2 separate regions of the Danio rerio genome follow, and region 2 is linked to region 1. Evidence: chromatin contacts called from public HiCAR-type data. All regions are on one chromosome and are shown on one strand. Each heading gives the region's core, a stretch centred on a gene start, on an enhancer-like site or on the middle of the called end of the contact. The rest is flanking DNA. Distances are from core to core; before and after follow the strand shown. Region 1 holds the start of rasef2 (RAS and EF-hand domain containing 2). Region 2 holds the start of znf710a (zinc finger protein 710a).

Evidence for each region. HiCAR-type assays count read pairs that join an accessible place to other places.
Region 2: a contact with region 1 is called in a HiCAR-type map of caudal fin, with 12 times the contacts expected there. The contact joins the promoter of znf710a here to the promoter of rasef2 in region 1. A contact is called at or near these places in 1 of 18 Hi-C or Micro-C datasets (caudal fin) and 1 of 4 datasets of contacts at active chromatin or transcription factors (caudal fin).

Annotation. Positions count from the first base shown.
Region 1 is chr18:27,197,475-27,202,232 of GRCz12tu, reverse strand. It overlaps rasef2 (RAS and EF-hand domain containing 2), which reads left to right and starts at 1,515. Exons shown (of 17, transcript NM_001089427.1): 1 at 1,515-2,022; 2 at 3,342-3,494. The coding sequence starts at 1,712.
Region 2 is chr18:27,476,338-27,480,927 of GRCz12tu, reverse strand. znf710a (zinc finger protein 710a) reads right to left here and starts at 2,866. Exons shown (of 5, transcript NM_199792.1): 1 at 2,826-2,866. The coding sequence starts at 2,828.

The DNA.
Region 1 (4,758 bases), core at 266-2,765:
TTTACCAAAGGTGCAATGCAATGTTAGTGGAGAGAGGACTCTACATTGTAAACATAAATTTGTGTTGACAAGAAAGTCATGTGATGAACCAAAAGAATCTCCCCAGTTTTTTCACACAGCTAAACATCATTATAGAAACACCTCACACCAATGCAATAAACACTAATTTGACAACATCAGGTGCATCAGAAAAACTATATTGTAAATATTCTACATAATACATAATGAGAAACCAGGAAATTATTAAAAAGTATATGTGTAGCAAATTAATCAGGTTTTTACACTATAGCATTTTTAAGTTGTTTGAAGTTAAAATAATTTTTGTTTTGCTTTTAGTTTTTAATAACTGATCACTGGCGTCACAGTGGCACAGTAGGTAGTGCTGTCACCTCACAGCAAGAAGGTCGCTGGTTCAAGCCTCGGCTGGGTCAGTTGGCATTTCTGTGTGGAGTTTGCATGTTCTCCCTGCGTTCACGTGGGTTTCCTCCGGGTGCTCCGGAGACATGCAGTACAGGTGAATTGGGTAGGCTATATTGTCCAAAGTGTATGAGTGTGGATGAGTGTGTATGGATGTTTCCCAGTGATGGGCATCCACTGCGTAAGAAAAAATGTACTGGATAGGTTAGTGGTTCATTCCGCTGTGGAGGCCCCGGATTGGTAAAGGGACTAAGCTGAAAAGAAAATTAATCACTGTACATGTACATGTTCATTGGATTACAAAATGTTCTCATCAAAATTTTCATAATTTTTTTCCTCATAAATTTTGATGTCTACCTAATTCAACTCGATTTGATTCCATTCGATTCAATTTAGTTCAATTCAATTCAGTGCAGTTCAGTTCAGTTCAGTTCAGTTCAGTTCAGCTCAATTCAATTCACTGAGCTTCACTGTCTATCCCACAGGGGTTAGAAAAATGCCTTTAGACAGGCTCACACACAAACAACACATAAATACACTTTAAAAAATCCTATTTAAAAAAAACAATGGCAGTGGGAATAAATGTCTTAAGTGTCTAATAATTAGCCTATTTTGCTTTGAATATTATGGCCATGTGTTGTTCCTGTATAGCTATTTGCGTGAAATAAATTCTTTTTATAACATATAAAGTAAGCAAGTTAAAAGTAATCTAAAACTCATACATAATTATAAGGTTTTTGTTAAATAGAATTTTTAGCATAACCAGACTACAACTGTCGTACCAGCACTGTTTATGAAAAGCAACACAAATTACTCACAAGTTTATTATGTAAGTACCCTCTTATGCTATCATTTTAGTATTCCTAGATTATCCTAAAAGTAACTGATGGGTTTCAGTATATGGGCTGGTTTGACAATCTATTTGTTCTCATGGTCAGGCTGAGAGACAAGTGTTATGGGCTGGTTTTTTACTCAAGCACGCCTACCACCTCCACTGCTATCCAATAACACACTAAAAGAGTTCAACTTGTTACACGGCGAGATAGCTAATGAGCGATCATCCAATCACTTAAGCCTTCAACTAACCTGCGTCGGATTTTAGCTTCAGCTTTCGGCGCACCTGTTGGTGATGTACATGTCGGACCACGATAGCTTCGCGTTCATTTCTCTTCACGCTTTCGTCTTTTCATCTTTTCGTTTTATCACTTCAGCCTGTTCTATCTGGAGTGGTATCTTTATAACACGGGTGTGAATAACTTTTTTTTTCAATCTTTTGTCCTCGTCGAGTGGAAAGATGAACCACGCTGAGCTCAGAAGACTCTTCGCAGCATGTGATGGGAATCAGTCAGGAAGAGTCGAGTATGAGGACTTCACTACTGTTTGCCGAGAGCTTAATGTCCCCGCGGACGACATCAGGACTTTATTCAACAAGTTTGACCTGGACGGAGACGGATATATCAATTTTAACGACTTTTCGTCAAGCTTTCAGGAAGTTTCGGAAGCCCTCAATCTGGCTTCGTTGGGAAACTGTTTGCATAGTCAGAGAAGAGCTTGGGATGAGTTTGAAAACACGCTGGACGGAGATGTGGCCTTTTATTTGGGAAGGTGTGTGTTCAATTGTAAAGTTCAAAATCACAATTTTTAAGCAACATTTACTAACAAACTAGAAAAGTGTTAATCTAATCAGTCTAACTGGGTCAGTGGCGATAGCTTAATTTTAAAATTTTTAAGGCAATAAACTTCCTAAAATATATTTTGTAGGCACACTAGTCAGTTTTTGTTTTTTTGTTTTTGGCTTCGTTAATAAGTGAACACCGTGATTTATTTTAGTGTAGTTAATGCTAACGTTACCTTGAACATTGAAAACAAGGTTATGATGTCAGATTTTCTAGTTTCATAATTTGAAAGTGTAGATTTATTATTTTTTTTCTGGGTTTTTGGCAAATTAATTAACTGCTATATAGGCCTACTATAACCTATTCCAGCGTTATGGATGAGACTTTTGCAGTAAAATCTTAAAACATAAATCCACCGAGAAAGTATGTGAACATGTATTAAAGCATGTTTATTTTTTTCTAAAGCAACTAACCACAGAGATAAGTGATCAGACACACATCAATACACATACAACATGCTATGTAGAAATTCTGTGAATTAAACTGCAAAACCCAAATTAAACGATGCTAATTAAAAGGATAATAGTTGGCTCTCTATAAAACAAAAATTGATTTAATTTTGTTTTACATTTGCCACTTGTGACTTTGGTAAATCAAAGATTATTGTTTAAAAACGGTGACATTTGAGTATTATTACACTACTGCAAAACACAAGCCTACAAAAAAAAAAAAAAAAAGACTTAAGAAGGGTTTCACTATTTTGATCAAAACATAATTTTCATTGCAAGGTTGACATTTGCATGGAATTGCTCTTTTGAGACAGCTATTCTGTACAGTAATGTTATTACATCTCACATAGAAGCTAGATCTACATAATCTAGTCTCAACATTTTAATCAAGCTGTCATTAGGATGATTTTAAAAACCACCCCTGTTGACATTAGGTCAAGAAATTGCAGAGCTTGTACAGACACATCCATGCCATTTTCGCTACTGAAAGGAAAGTGTTTGGCACATTTACATATTTGGCTAAACTGTGCTCTTAGAAGAATGATTGGTGTCAATGTTTAACAATGCCAGAGCAAAAAAAAAAATGTTTTGCAAATAACTAAGCTTGCTTTTTTAGGGTCTGAATAGTTCCTGTCAATGAGAAACCTTTTTTGTCCCTTCGAAAGTATACAGTGTATGCAATAGTCAACATTTAAAGTGATTTTAGTAATTTTTTTCTTTTTTTTTCTTTTATGTATTCTTGTTGTTTTTTCATTCAGCCTCTTTTTTTTTTTACCCCCCCCCCTTCTCATGTCTGCAGACAGTGGGATGCACTAAGTGAGTTGTATGAAGGGATCCACTCTACATCAGATGAGCTGTTACTGCAGCAGTTTGAGGATCTCATCAGGGCTCTTGTGACTGAGATCAGAGAGCACAGAATGGAGAGTGAACAGCTTGAGACCAGTCTGCGGAGGTGAGGGGAGAATTTAAGGGGGTTTGCCATTGATTCAAAAATCGTTTGGTTGGTTTGACTTTTAGATTGATGTGGTCAAAGAGTTCTCAATGCAGTTTAAAGGCACAACGTGTAGCTTTTTTCTTTTTTTTTTTTTAATGTAAAAAAAAAATAAAGTGTTAAAACATTTTACTGACTTAAACACTTACCCCAAATGTTTACAAGAATGTTACATTCAGTAAAAAAAGCTGTTTTAGTTAGTGACACTGTGTTGTCATGCTAATAACATCATACATCCTTAATTTCTTGTTTGGCTTTATAGAAAATAGAGAAACACTAAAGTGCATTTTATTATACAACAGAGAGCAGCATTATAACTCTAAAATGTATTTTGAATGATAAAACAGTGCTGCTGCTTCCCCACGTGATCATGAAGAGGTCTATTTCATTATGAAAGCTCTGCTGTTTTCGTGCCACATTACACTTGTTTCTCATCAGCAATTGCTTCAGTGGTCTTGTTTGGCTTCGATGACTTTCAACCTTTGCTTCAAACTACCATGATAAATTTTGAATACTTTAACTCATCTATGAACATTATTTCTGAAGGAGTTCTGTTGAATGTAACAAAGACAATTATAATGTAGATTTAAAGTTTGCATCTGATTAAAGGGGCTGTGAATATATACAAGTGTACAGGCATTCATTGTAAAGCTTAAAGTGCCACAAATTTAGTTTCTGTAAAAGCCTGTAGATGCACATTTTAAATAGACAGTTTTTTTTGTTCTCCTTAAGAGCAGGTTTTTTTTTTTTAATGCGGTGAAAAATCTAATGGATGTAAAGTCTGCATGCACATGGGTTAATGATATGGGCTATTCTAAGAGAGCTATTCTGTACATTTAATGTCAATGTATCTCAACTAGATCTACATAAACTATAGGCTCAATATTTTGTCAAGCTTTCGTAAAAGTACACCGCACCTATTGACATGATGTCAGGGAATTGCAGAGCTTGTGCAATCATCCATTTTACTATGGTCAGATGTTTCTTACTGTTTCAGCTGTTTTTTTTTTTTTTTTCGTTATTGAATGAATGCGCAGATTTGTTTCCCCTTATATTTGCTTTACTCGCTTTCATTCAGCTTAGGCTGTGTTCCAGTCCACTTCTAGACACACACTTGTGAACTTCCCTTCCCTTGTTCCTTATGGGAATCCCCTCTGCTGTTTTAAAGTGCATTCCGCTTCATCAACTGAACAACTGACCCAGAATACAATGCAGTTGTGATGTC
Region 2 (4,590 bases), core at 1,617-4,116, 280 kb before region 1:
GCAGGGCAAACAGAAAGCGATAACATATTCATCCATATAGTATCACAAACAGTGCAAATGTGAAAAGTACAATATGTGCTAAAAATTCACAGAACTCATGAAACAGTAGACAAGTACTCAACTGGGATGACCTATGCGATGTGTGCATTTAGTGGACATTTTACAAATCCAGGAGAAGTAAATAGCACAATGATGCTTGTAAGGCAAACGCAGTCTAAAAAAATCAAATTACACTCTAAGCACATTCATACTTTAGGGCTGTGCGATTTGGGGAAATAATTGCAATATTTTTGACGAATATTGTAATTTCGATTTGATTGGCGATTTAATTTTGTAGTCAAGCTTCAGCTCAATAATCTGTATTGTAGCTTCTCACTCCTAAATAAGTGTTGGTTTAAAACAAACTAAACAGAAAAGATATTAACTTTAACGTTCATTCAAAATCAAATCTGTTTTTAAATATTCAGAAATTAAACAAAGATTTTTCTCAAGAGCAAGCAGTACATCCAAATAAAATTAACTCACCGTTCTGTGAACAAGTTCAACTCAAATTATAGGGAGATAATGTAGCTTTATATATATATATATATATATATATATATATATATATATATATATATATATATATATATATATATATATATATATATATATAAAACGAAATAATAATAATAATAATAATTCTAAAAATACAGAACACTAAGCAAACTAAAATGACTGATAAGAGGCAGATTGGAATATTGTGATTGGGCAGAATGAAAGTGTGCTCACACAATTGGCTAGTAAGACTGTCACACACAGATGGCAGTCACGCATTTGCTTGGGGAAATTAAATCATACAAATATATTCCATAGCGCAGCCTCTTGCGATAAGCTTGCGATTAATCGCACAGCCCTAATTTGTAGCATAAGAGATGGGTCAAAGTGGAGACTTCTCATTTTCATCAAAGTAAATTGACAAAAGTATACATTAAAAAAAAAACAAATGAACATAAGAAAACTTTATAAATTTTCATAAAATGTCACAATGTATGTGAAATAATATTTAAATGTCATTGTGTGTAACAGAAACTACTTATTATGATTTGTATTTATTATAATAAAGGCGCAAGCACATAAAAGAATAGGTGATCAAGTTGACACATGGGTAAAAAAAAAAAAAAAAAAACTACTCTCTATGTGGACAAACCCAATGTTTGGTTAGTTTATGTTAAATATAATTAAGTTAGCTTTGTCCATATTTGACCCAGCATTTCAACCCAAGCTTTCCTAGTGGTTTAAATCAGTGGTTCCCAAAGCGGGGGTCGCGAGACAATGAGCTGGGGTTGCTTGGCGATTTTCAAAAATCTAATTCATTTTTTAAAAAAGTATTATAATGACTATATTTTATTCATAACCTACAGAAGCACAAAATAGTAGTTAATAGTAACATTCTTAACATTTAAAAAAAAATTACATGACTTTTTTTAATGCGCATACTGGAATTTGAGCTAAAAGTGTTTCCATCGCAGTTTATGTGCATCTTTTCTTGTCAATTAAAAAGTTTATCCTACTCAGTTTTGCACATATGTTTTTTTTTATGCACATTTTTAAAATGTATGCACATCATGGCGTTTTCATCAACTGTTTTTATGCGCATATCGAAAATGTGCATAAAAATAACTGGATGGAAACATAGCTATTGACAGTTTGACAAGATCCAATTAATGACCAATGCAATCAATTTCACCTCTGATAAAATTTTGCCAAAATCAGAAGTTTTGAGCCACGCATCCAGCACTAGGGCTTCTTCTATGATTACTGGTAAACCCAAGAAACCATAGAAGTACAGCTTGACACATTTAGCATGACAACATCGAACCAAGACTTTCCATCGTCACCACCATTTTCATTTATTTTTCATTTTTCTTTTCAAGAAAGCCATTATCAAAATCAATGCTAGAGATTGTTTTTATTTGCCAGCCCCCATTTCATTTCTGTGAGTGAATGTAGTGCACCGTCACCAAACGTGTCACAGATTGATGATGTACTGTAAACCTCTGGAGGAGTCTTGACTTTCTTGCTTATACCGTAACTGAAAACATGTTTGTTAAGCCTTTAAAGCATTATTTAACAACTATAGATATTTAAAAGGACAGGGACAGAGATGCTCACCTAATGACATACCGCAATATCTGCAATTGAGGTAAAGTTGGGTTTTATTTGCACATTCGTTTAGTGACAACTTGTGACGTGCTCTCTTTATTGTTCACCATGGTACTTTGAATAGTCTATTATCACATGGAAGTATGACTTCAAAACAACACTTTTATTGATTGTAAATGTTCCACGTTGATAGTCATTGGCTAATAATATGATTTCACTATTTAGAATTAGCAATAAATACTTATCTGAAATTTTATTTTCAAGAAGAAAATCCAAATGTGTGAATAATCCAACTTTACCTCAATGTATCTGCAATTAATCCTTAAAGATTGTGGTCTTGGTTTTTGTACTACTCTTCTATCCAGACAACAACAAAAAAGTTTTAACATTTTTGACATTGAAATGAATGTGCATACAAGTAATTCAAACGATTTCATCTCAACTAAACTTGGCCTAATTTCAGTCAAGCTGTTGGCCTTAGTGAGTAATTTGGACATATATTAAACTTGTAGACAAAAAAAAAGGTAAGTTGTCAAACAACTGTGAGCACATATAATCTCAACATTATTGACATGCTGATTTTCTCTAAATATCAATGTTTGCATTATTACCTTTAAATGAACACTATAACTAATGAGAAAACAACAATCAACGTGAAATAAATCAGCAAAATTATTTACCATCTGCAGCAGGTAGCTTTCCGCCATCTTGGCTCGGGCACGCCTCTGAAAACCTCAGGTAGGCTATCACAAATTAACGGAGTTAACCCGGCGTCGTTTGATAATTCGATAGCACAGCTTTCCACCTGTAGCAAAGGCAAAGGCATATCCACAGACAGGAAAGTGACATTCAAGTAAGAATATTGATGTTCAAGTTTGTCTTTACATGTTCTGTAATATACTACAAATATTTGAGATGAGTTTCAAATTTAGTAAAACAATTGGGAATTGACGTTTTATGTGAGCCACTGCCCTCTATACGACAGATACTGCACTGCAAGGTGAGCAGTGCAAAATGAGTTACAAATTATTTCATTGTTTTGAAAGGATTAGCTTTGATATTATTTATTTATAATAAATTAAATCAATTCTGTCGCGTTTAAAACTCTGGTTATTGTGTATTAGTACAAATGGCTAAATTATAGTCATGTTACTTAAAAGCAATGCAAGGACACTTGTATCCACAAGATGGTGTTTTGGTCTACTCAGGAGCTCAAATAGTAATAACTTGGCTTATTTATTTATTTATTTATTTATTTATTTATTTATTTATTTATTTATTTATTTAATTCATTCATTCATTCATTCATTCATTCAAATGAAGTGTCAGACAAACTTTAAAATATGAAATATTCTCAAAGTTTCAATAAAGCTTGACAGAATAATCATTATCCTGTGTTACATGCTTATGATATTCTGAGTTTAATAACTTATACTGTGTATAAAAATGATTATTATGTTTCATATATGAACAGTATATGGCTTTCTGTTTTTCTGTTTCACGGCTTATCTCACGCCAAGATTATTACACTTCACTTGCCACTAGATGGCTGTAGAACACTCCGTCTGTCTTTCATTTAACCTCTGCATCAAAGTTTGCAAGAGCTTTTTTTCATGTTTCTCTCTTGTATCTGGATGGGAAGAAACATGCAGATAATTACAGCTATCAATAATGTTGTTCCAGATCAAATGTATTGCCAGACCCTTCACAGTTTCTCACTTTCAGTGATTTGATGAGATCACGTCTTAAGAAACGCTCAGAGATGATCAGACTTGTATTATCATGATGCTTTTTTGTCTTGCTGATGGCGGTTTAGATCATTTCCTATCCTGACTTTCCCATGAGTGCAGTGAGACAGTCCAGGCCTCTGATACTCTGTTAAAAGGAAATGACAGCCTAAAGGTTTTGTAATGGCTGTGTGTCCGGCCTGTTGATGGATCAGCTGCGTGCTTTGAGTCAGTTCTGTCGTCATTTGCTGTAACTCCTTCTTTTGGGATCATATAGTTGTTTCTCCAGCAGGAATTTCTGGAATTCTGTACTCGTGCAGTTTATGTAACAGAGCCGCTCCCCACCGAACACACAAACAGGGTGCTGGTGGAAGTTCAGAGGGTGAGTAATAAAGTTCAGCTGATGTCTTACATGTGTGGAACAGCACATAAAAGAGCTTCCAGATGGAGATCAGCGTCATCAGCTGTCCAAATGTTTGTGGCGCAGTTCAGTTTTTTTCCCATAGTTGCGTTATTACAACTCATAATTTACAGTCACCCGGAAATCAAGATTCCCAGTTTGTAATTGAATTTCTTGTGCAACTCTTTAATCAAAATAACATCCTGTCCCTCTTGCATTTTCTTGCTCAAAGGCAGAACAACCTGTCAATCACATGAGTTCACAGCAGTATCAAACAGTATTGATCCAACAATCCAATTAATTCCCTACTGACAAAAT